Regions from separate parts of the Gossypium hirsutum genome. Here region 2 is linked to region 1. Evidence: chromatin contacts called from public Hi-C data. All regions are on one chromosome and are shown on one strand. Each heading gives the region's core, a stretch centred on a gene start, on an enhancer-like site or on the middle of the called end of the contact. The rest is flanking DNA. Distances are from core to core; before and after follow the strand shown.

Region 1 (5,943 bases), core at 2,853-5,352:
TTCACCTACATTTTTCAAGTACAACATTCTCATATTCGGCATTAATATCAAGCATAATAGCCAATTCTTCCCACCTTGAATCTATGCATCTATTTAATCATAGTTTGTTCAAGCACTCATACAACAAGATACATCCAATTTAACAAGAAACAAAAACCTTATTTCTCCATAGCTACTATGGCCGAAAGTTCTAGGCATCTCAATACCGAAATTTTTAACATGGGTTGCCTAAAGAACTTGGTGATGAGTTCAAATTAATCTAACATTTCAAGCAACTTAACACATCCATATAACTAAAAATTCTAAGTTTAAACACAATACAACATTTTAGCACCATGGCCGAATACTTCATGAAGTTGTTAAGACCCATCCTTTTTATTAAGCACTCAAACTCAATCATCTTCATCAAATAGCAAAAGAATTTAAACCAACATCTAGAAATATGCGTGAATTTCATGGAATAACATCAAACATACCTCTTCCTAAACATCAACCAACCGAACATGAAGCAAGAGAATCCTCTTCTTCTTCCTTCCTCAAGTCACGGCAATGGGGGAGCATGGATGAGACAACTTTGTTTTCATCACCCCTCCCTTTTCATTACTTTATTACTAACCTTTTATTTTATTATTTCTAACATAAAACATTAACACAAAATGTTTATAATATGCTTTAACCCATAGCATGGCCGGCCACTAACTAAAGTTTTGGGTAATTTGACATGCAAGGACAAGCATTTTCTAACATGCATCAATAGGCCACTTTAACATTTGCCTAGCACATTTCTAAATTTTCTCACACAAGTCCTATTTAATAAAATTCACTTACAATTAACAAAATTCAAACATGAAATTTTCACACATGCCTATATATATATAATAAGCATCAAATATGACGGTTAATTATTTTTATGACTCGGTTTTGTGGTCTCGAAACCACTTTCCGACTAGGGTCACATTAGGGGTGTAACAGAAGCTCTCAATGATGGTTTTCTGTGGCAGATTGAAGATGGAAACACAATAGACATTCGAAGGGATCACTAGGGTATTGAGGGTCTTAATGGGGATTCTGTTTGTCAGTCGTTGTTAACAAATGAAGAAAAAAAATTCAAAAATTTGTGGGACCAAAATCATAGACGGTGGAAGAAGGTCAGGGTTATTGAATTATATGGAAAAATGATGGGGGATCATATTTGCAATTTACCCATTATTTATAATGGGATAAATTATAGCAAAACGTGGACTTAATACCCTCATGGATTCTATACGTCAAAATCTGCTTTGTCGTGGTTATCCTTTAGAAAAGTTGGTTTCGGTCCTCACCGATTATTCTAGAGAATTATTTGGAAGTTAAAAATGCTCCCAAAGATCAGAGCCTTCAGCTGGAGAATTAGCCAGAATATTTTGCCTACCTACGACAATATAGCCCGCATCCATCAAAATTTCTCGACAACCTGTCCTAGATGCAAAAATGGTGATGAAACTCTTATCCATGCCATGAAGGAATGCCCAAAGGTATGTGAGATCCTCACGATAGGTGGTCTAAACAATAGGCTGCTTGATGGTAAATATGAGCGCTGCATTGACTAGTTGGAAGACGTCCTTCGTGAGCTTGACACCAAAGCTGCTGCAGACTTTTTTACTCTCCTCTGGAACTGCTGGAATGATAGGAACAAGATAGTCTTTCAGGGTAAGGCTGATACGGCTATGGTTGTGTGGGAAAAAGCGTAGATCCTTAGCAATAAATTCAAAATTTTTAACTTGGCCAACCCTCCTGTTCTCCCCCAAAATCCGGTGCGTAAAGGCTGGACGAAATTCGAATTATCCGATGAGGCACTGTGTGCCAAACTTATGTATTTTGGTTGTATCTGTGTATCCATCCGAGTCCGAGTAGTGTTAATAGGGGTAAATAAATGAATTGGCAATATGAATGATTTTGAATATGAAATTAGAATGGGATATGGAATGGATATTGATATTGAAAATGAATTCTGTATCCTATTGAGAAAAGTTATTTGAATAGTAATTATGAGATTGAAATAGTAATAGATGAAAATTGAAATTGTTATGAATGATGTGTTTATGAAATTGATTATTTGTTTGAATGATCTTTGTTATGTGTGATTAGATATATAAATATTATAAATTCTTGCTTAAAAAGTATTCAAATTATAGAAATACCACTGAGTTTATACTCGGCGTACGGTGTGTTTTTCGTGCACATGTTAGGTATTTAAAGTTGCTCATCGAATTAGCATCCACACCGATAATGGCATGTACCTAGGATGTTTTATGTTGGTTATTTTGAAAAATGTTTGTAAATGATATTATAAGATGTTATTGGTTGGTTATATACAAATTTATATGTTATGTTGAGTTAAATATGTGGTATATTTAAGTTGATACCTAAATGGCTATGAAATAGGCAAAAACAATTAGGGTTGAAATGGTATGAAAATTTGAGTTAGCTTGAATTATGTTTTAATGGTTTGTTTGGACAATATATATGAAGTACCTATGAGTATAAATTGGATAGGTCATTAGGTTAATGTTTTTGACATGTTTTAAAGATGTTTGATCGTGTTTTAAAGTGATTGAATGATTGGTTTTTGAGTTACTTGTTGTTTAAGTTGCAGGGTTGGTATACTTGATGTTTAAGGTTCATTTTGAGTCCACATGGTCAGACACACGGCTAGCACATGGGCATGTGCTCCAGCCGTGTGAAATTTACACCTAATTTTTGAAAAATAAATTGACCACACGGCCTAGCACACGGACGTGTAGGTTAGCCATGTAATGTAGGTTAGAGAGTTACACGGGGTAGGACACAGCCTGAAATATGGGCATGTCATAGGGTCACACGGGCGTGTGAGCCTTGCACCTAGGAAAAATTTTGAGGTTTTACGAAAAAATTTTAGAGAACCCGAATAAGTCTCGATTTGTTTCTAATACATATTTAGGGCATTGAGGACCCAAATAAGGGACAACATGATTAATTTATAAGGTGTATTATTTGAAATTTTTTTATGTTCGTATTTGGTCTGAAATGTCTAGTAATGCTCCGTAAACCTATTCTGACAACGGATAAAGGTTAGGGGGTGTTACACCCTACACTTTCCACTTTATTTAATTTAGCCATTCTTTTGATTTTTTAACTCCTCGTTTCAATACATCTCCATATCACATTCATAAAAAATATTTCTTCAAACTTCTCCCCTTTTCAAAAATGGTAAATTTGCACTTTTAGTCCTTCAATTTTCAAAATTTTGCAATTTAATTCTTACTAAATTTCATCATTCATACTTTCTCTCCAAATACTTAATTCACCTTTAAAATATTTATCCTTTCTCAAAGACTAAATTTTTTTGGTACAATTTTTTATTATATATAATTTTTAGCCTAATTTCCTTAATTGTCATTTTCAATTTTCACCTCACTTCTGCAACTGCATTTGAATCCAAACACTTATTCATTGATGATTTAATCTCATCTCTATAGTACTCAATCTCATTGCCTTAGGTATTTTTAATCTCACCAAGCTAATCGCACCGCCCATCCAAAAGGAGCCTTTGTCTTTATACTATGCGTAAGTTACAGACTTAGTCCATGTACTTTAATTTGGTCAACGTTAATTTTTTTTACTTTTCAAATTTTACAATTTAAGCCTTGATCAAATGGTAGCTTTTAAATTCATTAAATTTTAGCTTTCAATTTCCACATATTACTTACAAAAAAAAATTAAAAATAGACTTAATGGCTATCATTTACATCAAGACTAAAATTTCAAATTTTGAAAAGGATAGAGACTAAGAATGCTAAAATTGAAGAACATGGACTAAATCTATACAACTTTACGCATAGTACATGACTAATAGAATTTAACCAAACATATTTAATTGTTATTGTTTGTATCAAGGATGAAATTTTAAAATTCGAAAAATATAGAGATTAAAATTGACTAAATTATAGTACATGAAGTGAATCCACAACTTGCATATAGTACAAGGACTAATAATAAAATTTGAACTAATAAATTACATGGTTTGCATTGGTTTGGGTTTAACATTTTCCCTTTTTGCCCATGGCTTTAACCTTTTCTACATTTTAGCTTAGGTCCATCAGAGATGGATCTATATGGGGGCCTTAGCCCAGACTCTTTCAACTTCTGTTTAAGCTTAGTCCAAATTTTAATTCTTGAGCCCTACATTTGTCCCAAAATTTTTTTGATCCTCTAAAATATAATGAGCTTTTTGTTTTTTCTAGGTTAAATGTATTCATGAAAAATATCTCATTTTGAGTAGAACCCATTATCCTATTATTAGATGCCTAGATCTAATCCCACGTAACATTGAACTGTTTTAGGTTGCATTATTTAAAAAAAAAAGAGAGAAAAAGAATTATAGTCCGGTTCCATGGTGCAATGTACTTGTTAATATCTCTCTATATAATAACATAAATAATATACTTGCAAATAATTAAATAAAAGTTCACAAACAATGCGAGCACACATCTCAATATAAACACAGAGTAAATGCATGTATTGTACTCGACAAAATGGATCGAAAATCTTATGTCTGTTTATCCAACCTTACATTGAACCTACAACCTATTAGATTTAATCTCTTAATTTAGGAATGGAGTGGATCTCCTCACTTTGCATATATTTCCTGTATCCCTGCAATTTTTATATTATAATACTATAGATTTGATGTCCTCCTAGTGCACGTAGGGCACAGTTAGGGAGTTTTAGCTTTATTGGTTAAGTGGAATAATAACAATTTTATTCAATATCAAATTCTTAAAATTTTATTTTCGCCCTCCAATATCAAATTTTATTTTACTATAAGTGCATGAATCTCATATATCATTAATGAATTATAATCCGTAATTTAATTAATTATGAAAATTTATATTTTTAATTATGTTTAAATGAATTTAATATATTTATTTGTCTTGCGATATTTTTTTATTTTATTCATTAATAATGTGATAAATTATGGTTCATTGATGGTGCATAAAACTCATGCATTGACAATTCATTATATATATTGCAACTCTCTTCGCAACTAGATGCAATGCAACTTGCCTATCGGCATGTTTTAATAATTAGATTGCTTTAACTATTTTTGTGCATCTTTTTAAGGAATTGGCAATTTTTGTGGTATTAAATTGGTAAATATATTTGGTCAAGCAATGATATTTTGAAGAGTTCTAGTATGATTCATTTACTTTGTTTATACATATTTAAGATTAGAAGAAATTTAATTGATGAAGGTCTCTTTTTATCACATACCATATTAAAGAGTTTTAATTGGGAAGAAACTTCAAAGATTATTTATGTTTGTACTAGTTCATTTACGAATGACTACAATGCCTATTTAAATATTAGTATTTCAACTTTGATAAGAGATTAAGAGAGTACATTCCAATTTGTGTAGGGAGCTTTTATTAGTGCAAATTACTTGTGTATATACTACTTGAAGAGTATTGGCTAAGCTTTTGATGGAAAAAGTCTTTCCTTAAATTTTAATGAAAAGAGTAATCTTATGTGAATATATGAAAGTGGAGTTGTATTAGCGAAAGAATGATCTTAGTATAAAAGTGAAATTACAACTTAATTTGAATTTAAATAACGACTTATACAATTAATTAACTGTAAATTATTCTCTAAGATTATCAAAAGATTTAAAACTACAAATTTCTGTTTTTTATTCTTTTAATAATTACGTAAGTTGTAATTTAACTTGCATTAACACAAATATTTGATAACTAGAAGTGGACTTATGGACAGTCGGTCGTCAAACAAATTAGAGTCAAATGCGTTCATGGATGCACGTATGCTTTTAATTGGTCTATGGCTGTCGTCCACCGACGTTTTTGCCCACAGCATAATTGCCTGAAAAAATAAAGGAAAACGTGGGGCGTATTGGATTTTTGCATAAAA
Region 2 (5,336 bases), core at 2,369-4,868, 160 kb after region 1:
GGGGTCTTTGATAGAAACACTAATCAATCAGCACCTACTAAAATCAATCACTCCCCCCAGCTTTCCCTTTTTTTATATGTATATTAGCTTATTATTTTTATACGTTTTATTTCTCGATAATGGTCTTGCCTTTTCGTTTAAATTACATGGAATGCCACTCGTTCGGACACGCTTTGCTTACGTGGATTTTTAAGCTTTTTGCCCCTTAATTTGGTTAAGATTGCTGCTTTTATATGCTAGCTGTCTCTACGAGGGCAGATTCCAAAGTTTATCCGAGACGCGGTTTTTTGGGCTTTTAAACGGTGTCGTTTCCAATTATAATTGAACGCCAAATTTGTGTCCTACATAATCTTTTGCATTTAAATTTCATGTACTTCTCTGATTGACACATATTAGACATGTTTGTTATACGCAGAGCTATAAAATTTCAAATTAATTTAAATATAAAATTATTTATTTTTGTATTGTAAAAATTAAAAATTAAATAAAAAATGAATTTTGATTCGTTACTAAATACATCAAAACCAAATCGCAATTGAATCCTACAAATTTTTTTTAATATTTTGTTTAAATTATGAAGTGTTTTAAATTATTTGTTGCTGATGCAAGAAAAGTAAAGAAATGAAGTGTTTATATAAACAGACAATTTAAATGCTATTGAAGCTATCTAAGTTTCAGAATCAACGCCCTCTAAATTGACGATAATGAGGCACATTCACCACCTCTTGAAGAAAATTGAAAATTGGATACTTGAATACATACTTACAGAAGAAAACGTACAAGTAGATCAAATGATTAAAATAGCTTTTAATAAGGAGAAAAGGTTACAATTATTTACAAATAATTCTTTTGTTTTAGTTTAATTGGTTGTATTTTTTTCATAAAAAAAAAAAGAAAAAGGTTGGTTAAGTTTATTTAAAATTTTAGAGTAGGGTTGATATTGAAAAGGGAGCTTACTTGTATTGAAAGAGATAGCACAACTTTGTTATTAAAGAAGTTATAAAATAATGTGCTATGGTATATTTAAGGGTGAATATTTTTCATTTTGTAATTTCCAACATACTAAATTTTAAGATAAATTGCATTGGAAGGAAAGTGGGTTGAAAGAAACTAGAACAAATCAAATTCACAAACTTAATTCTTGATTTACTTTTCTATAAGAAAAAGTAAAATAATATAGTTTTGATGTCAATATTATGTAGAAATAATATATATTTATGGCATAAAATTTTGACAATAAAATTTAACTTAACATATTTAACAATTATTGTTTGCTCAAAATTAAAATTTTAAAATTTCGAAAAATATAATCATATTAGAGTATAAGAATTAAATTCATAATTTATGCATAACGTAAAGACTAATAACAAAATTTGACAAAAAAATAAATAATAAATGTTAAAGAATATTAATTATTGGATAAATCCCTAGGTAGCATTGTTTCTTTCGGTGGGTCTAGTTGGATTTCGTTAAATAACTTTGTTGGGCGGCTATATTAAATTATCTTTAAAATAATTCTTAGTAGAAGAAAATTTGGTAATGGATTAAAAAATTAATTCATCAACCAACACAGAATTTTCAACAAAAGGACGGAAAATAAGTACGTAGAAGAACAAATAAATTAATATAAAATATGTTAAGTCAAAATTAATATTATTAATAAAATAATTTAAATATATTATGAAATTAATAAATTTTATAATTTTATTTATAATAAAAAATTAATATTTGTTTATGTAAAATAATTTAGACGATTGTATCAAATTAAAATTTTGTATCTCGTAATATACTGAACTATATTGATATATAATTACTTTATAAAAATTATGTTCCACTATATTTTTCCCAATAAAAATTTTGTATTAGATTATAAGTTGGATGAAAATTATATGGCTATAATTTATTGGATATTTTCTTCTTAAACAGAACTTCCATTATTGACTTTCTTGACCTTGTTTTTTTATGACAAAATTCTAATTCTAGCTGTAAACTGACAACATTTTTTAATCCCTTTTCTTGTTTGATCACTTGTTGACTTTTCTCTGATTTTTGCACTAAATTATGGTGAATTAATATCACACTCGTATTCTCTGTACATAAAAGCTTGCTTCTCATATTTCAATAAAGGATCATTAAATTATAAATTTGATCTTTAATGGTTGTCACTTTTTTTTAATCCTTTTAACCTCTATTTTTAAACAATTGAACAATTAATCTTAAATGGAAATCTCTCTGAACTCTAGTGATAACATTTCTTATCTAGAAATCGAGGATGGTGATGGTTCTCGGACAGGTGCAGATCGTAATACAAAGAAAGCCCGTTTCAAATAGGGCAATGGCAAGGAAATCACTGATATGATGGTTGAATCTGGTCCGAGTCCAATTTTATCTTGGAAGGATAAACTTATGGGGAATAAATCTAGAGCGTCTGATAAGTTGGGGTTGGATAATTCTGGTGCTGGTGTTGATGAAGATCTAGAATTTTTGGAAGGAGATATTCACATATCCATTATTAATGGAATACCTGCTATTGATTTCTCAGAGAGGATTCAACAAATCTTGTTCAAAGAAATGGAACACACGGTTGTATTGAAATTACTTGGTAGGAATATTGGGTATGGGGCTTTAAACAATCGAATCAGTAGTTTATGGAATCCCTCTAAGCCTTCCCATATCATGGACATAGAGAATGAATACTTTCTGGCTAAATTTCAATCCACTGATAACTATGCAAAAGTTCTGTCGCAGGGTCCTTGGCTGATTTATGGTCAGTATCTGACTGTTCAACCTTGGACCAAAGAATTCAACCCTTACAACCATACCCAAGCATGGTGATGGCTTGGATACAGTTACTAGGCCTCCCAAGGTTTTTATACAAAAGGAAAATTCTTGAAGAAATAGGAGGGACCATTGGAAAGGTTGTTCGGTTAGATTTCAATACCGACAGTAGAATTACAGGTCACTTCGCCAGGATAGCCGTTTATGTCAACTTAGACAAGCCTCTGATCGCTCAAGTTCTTGTGAATGGTTTACATTAGAAAGTTGAGTATGAAGCGCTGCCTACGATTTGCTTTACTTACGGGAAGTACAAATATACCAAGAAGCTGTGTGCTTCACAACCATATTCAGTAACGGTGAAGGATCAGAAAGGGTACTACTCTGACAGAAGTCGCTGTAAGCGGAGGAGAAGGCGCTGTTTACGGGCCATGGATGGTGGTCGAAAGGAAAGTAAGGCGTAATTTTATGAATAATAATATTAAAAAAATGGGATTTTATAGAGAAAGGAAAAACGAGTTTCTGATTTGATGCTCTGACTAATATAGAGGTTTTGGTTGATCTAGAAGATGAGTTAAATAAGGAAGATACTAGAAAGTTGGTTGTTTTTAAGAATAAATTAAAGGTTGGAGAAAATGTTGCACAACAGGGGTTTAAGACACGAGGTAACCCTAAGTCAATGAGGCTTGAGCAAACAGGGGGAGATAGAATAAGTGATCAAGGGGATGGGCTCTTAAACCCACAAAGGAGAAATCTAGAAGTGAAAACTTTAGTAGGCCGGACACCTGTTGAGCCTACTTTTGATATTGGAGCAGTTAGATCAACAACTCTCAAGGCTGTTATGGACCCATTGAGTAGCTCAATGAATCAGCCCAACGACGTGTCGGACCCTCATTACATAGAGTCTGCTCTTCAAAATAACAAACCAAGGAGTTCTTTTCATTTTTTGAATGATTCTGCTTTTAAAGTTTTGACCGGTGCTGAGATTTTTAAATCTTCCACTAACCATTCCAAATCAACACCAGTGACTGTTTCTTGCTTTAATCCGATTTTTGTAGGTCAGGAGGTGAGTGAAAATGGTGGCCCAGCTCTATCAACTAAGCCAGTTTCTTCGTTGTAAAAGCCGATTAAAGTTCAAGTAGTTGATTCCCCTGGTGATTTAAACCCCAATAGACATATTGTTGTTTCGTTCAAAAAGATAGATTCAATTGATGGTGTTCAATTGAGGGGGGTCACTGTTTCAGCTTTAGGTGTTAATAAAATTCAAAATTCGGGGAAAATGTTAGGGAGTAAAGATGGGGGCTTTCGGGCTACAAGGAAAATAAACAAAATTATGCATGGGAAAGGGAATAATTTTAAAATTAAAAATTCTTCTAAAATTCCTTTGAGTGATTCTATGTCTAGGTTGCCTCAGATTGTTTCCACTTTACGAAGTGCTGATTCGGGTTCAATTGACCTAGGTACTGGTAAAAGAACTCAAGAATGATTATTAAAGCTCTAGACAGTAAGGTTTCTTGGGGTTTTTTTTTTATTCTATTCTTGTTTATTTTTTATCATGGATTTAAATTTATCAATTTTTTCTTGGAATTGTCAAGGCTGTGCGAGTAGTAAATTTCTCTGAGTTTTTCGTGAGTATAATTTTGAGCATATATCGGATATAGTATGTCTGCTGGAACCGAGAGTTAGTGGTAAAAAGGCTAATTCTATTATTGATAAATTGGGTTTTGACTTTTCTCACCGCATTAAGTCTATTGGTTTTTTAGGTCGCATCTAGGTTGGTTGGAAGGATAATATTTACATTAGCATTATTCATAATCATCCCCAGGCTTCTTCGTGTTCATGGTAGAACTCACACTAATTCCTTTTTTTTAATCTTTTTTGTGTATGGTAGTCTTGACAAAGTTAAGAGGAAGTCTCTTTGGATTGATTTAATAAATGTTTTACCTCACGATCCTTTACCTTGATTGATAATGGGTGACTTTAATGCTATCCTCTCACCTAAAGATAAAAAAAAATGATCGCTCAACTGGTAGGAGATGTAATTTATTTGGAAATTTTGTTGACTCTTGTAATTTGCAGGATCTTGGATTCAGGACCCTCCTTTACCTGGCAAAGAGGTAATACGCACGAGCGGATAGATCAAGCATTAGCTAATGATACTTGGATTTCATCCTTTCCGCATAGTCTCGTTTATCATCTTCCGCGCATTTAATCAGATCATAGGTCCATCCTTCTGAAAACTAATACTGAATTTAGTATTTCGAAAGGGAGACCTTTTCGGTTTCTCACAGGATGGACAATGTAACAACTCGGTTTAGACCCTAGTTAGAACAGTGGTTTCGGGACCACAAATTCGAGTTAGAAAAATATTTTAATATTATTTTCTGTGCTTAAAGTAGTGAATTGATATTTGTGAAATTTTCGTATGAAAATTTTATCGTTTGAGTGTCGATTTGTGAAAAATGGCTTAATCGCATAAAATGTAAAAGTGGCCTTCTACTTGTTAAAGTGCTATATTGCTATGGCTTTTATTATGTGGGGCCTTATGTTGTAATTTGACC

What was found. A called contact is a pair of places that touch in the nucleus more often than the background predicts.
Region 2: a contact with region 1 is called in a Hi-C map of leaf, with 2.4 times the contacts expected there. The contact joins two enhancer-like sites. A contact is called at or near these places in 2 of 34 Hi-C or Micro-C datasets (leaf and seedling).

The regions. Positions count from the first base shown.
Region 1 is chrA02:99,782,524-99,788,466 of Gossypium_hirsutum_v2.1, forward strand. No RefSeq gene overlaps it. Among protein-coding and RNA genes, the nearest start is that of LOC121217618, 7.5 kb to the left of the region's middle. Within about 2 kb of position 4,103, at least 1 of the 9 cell types and tissues checked has an H3K27ac peak or open chromatin away from gene starts, as enhancers often do. A contact at or near this core is called in leaf, where this site is marked.
Region 2 is chrA02:99,945,358-99,950,693 of Gossypium_hirsutum_v2.1, forward strand. LOC107951650 reads right to left here and starts at 114. Exons shown (of 3, transcript XM_016886777.2): 1 at 1-114. Within about 2 kb of position 3,619, at least 9 of the 9 cell types and tissues checked have an H3K27ac peak or open chromatin away from gene starts, as enhancers often do. A contact at or near this core is called in leaf, where this site is marked.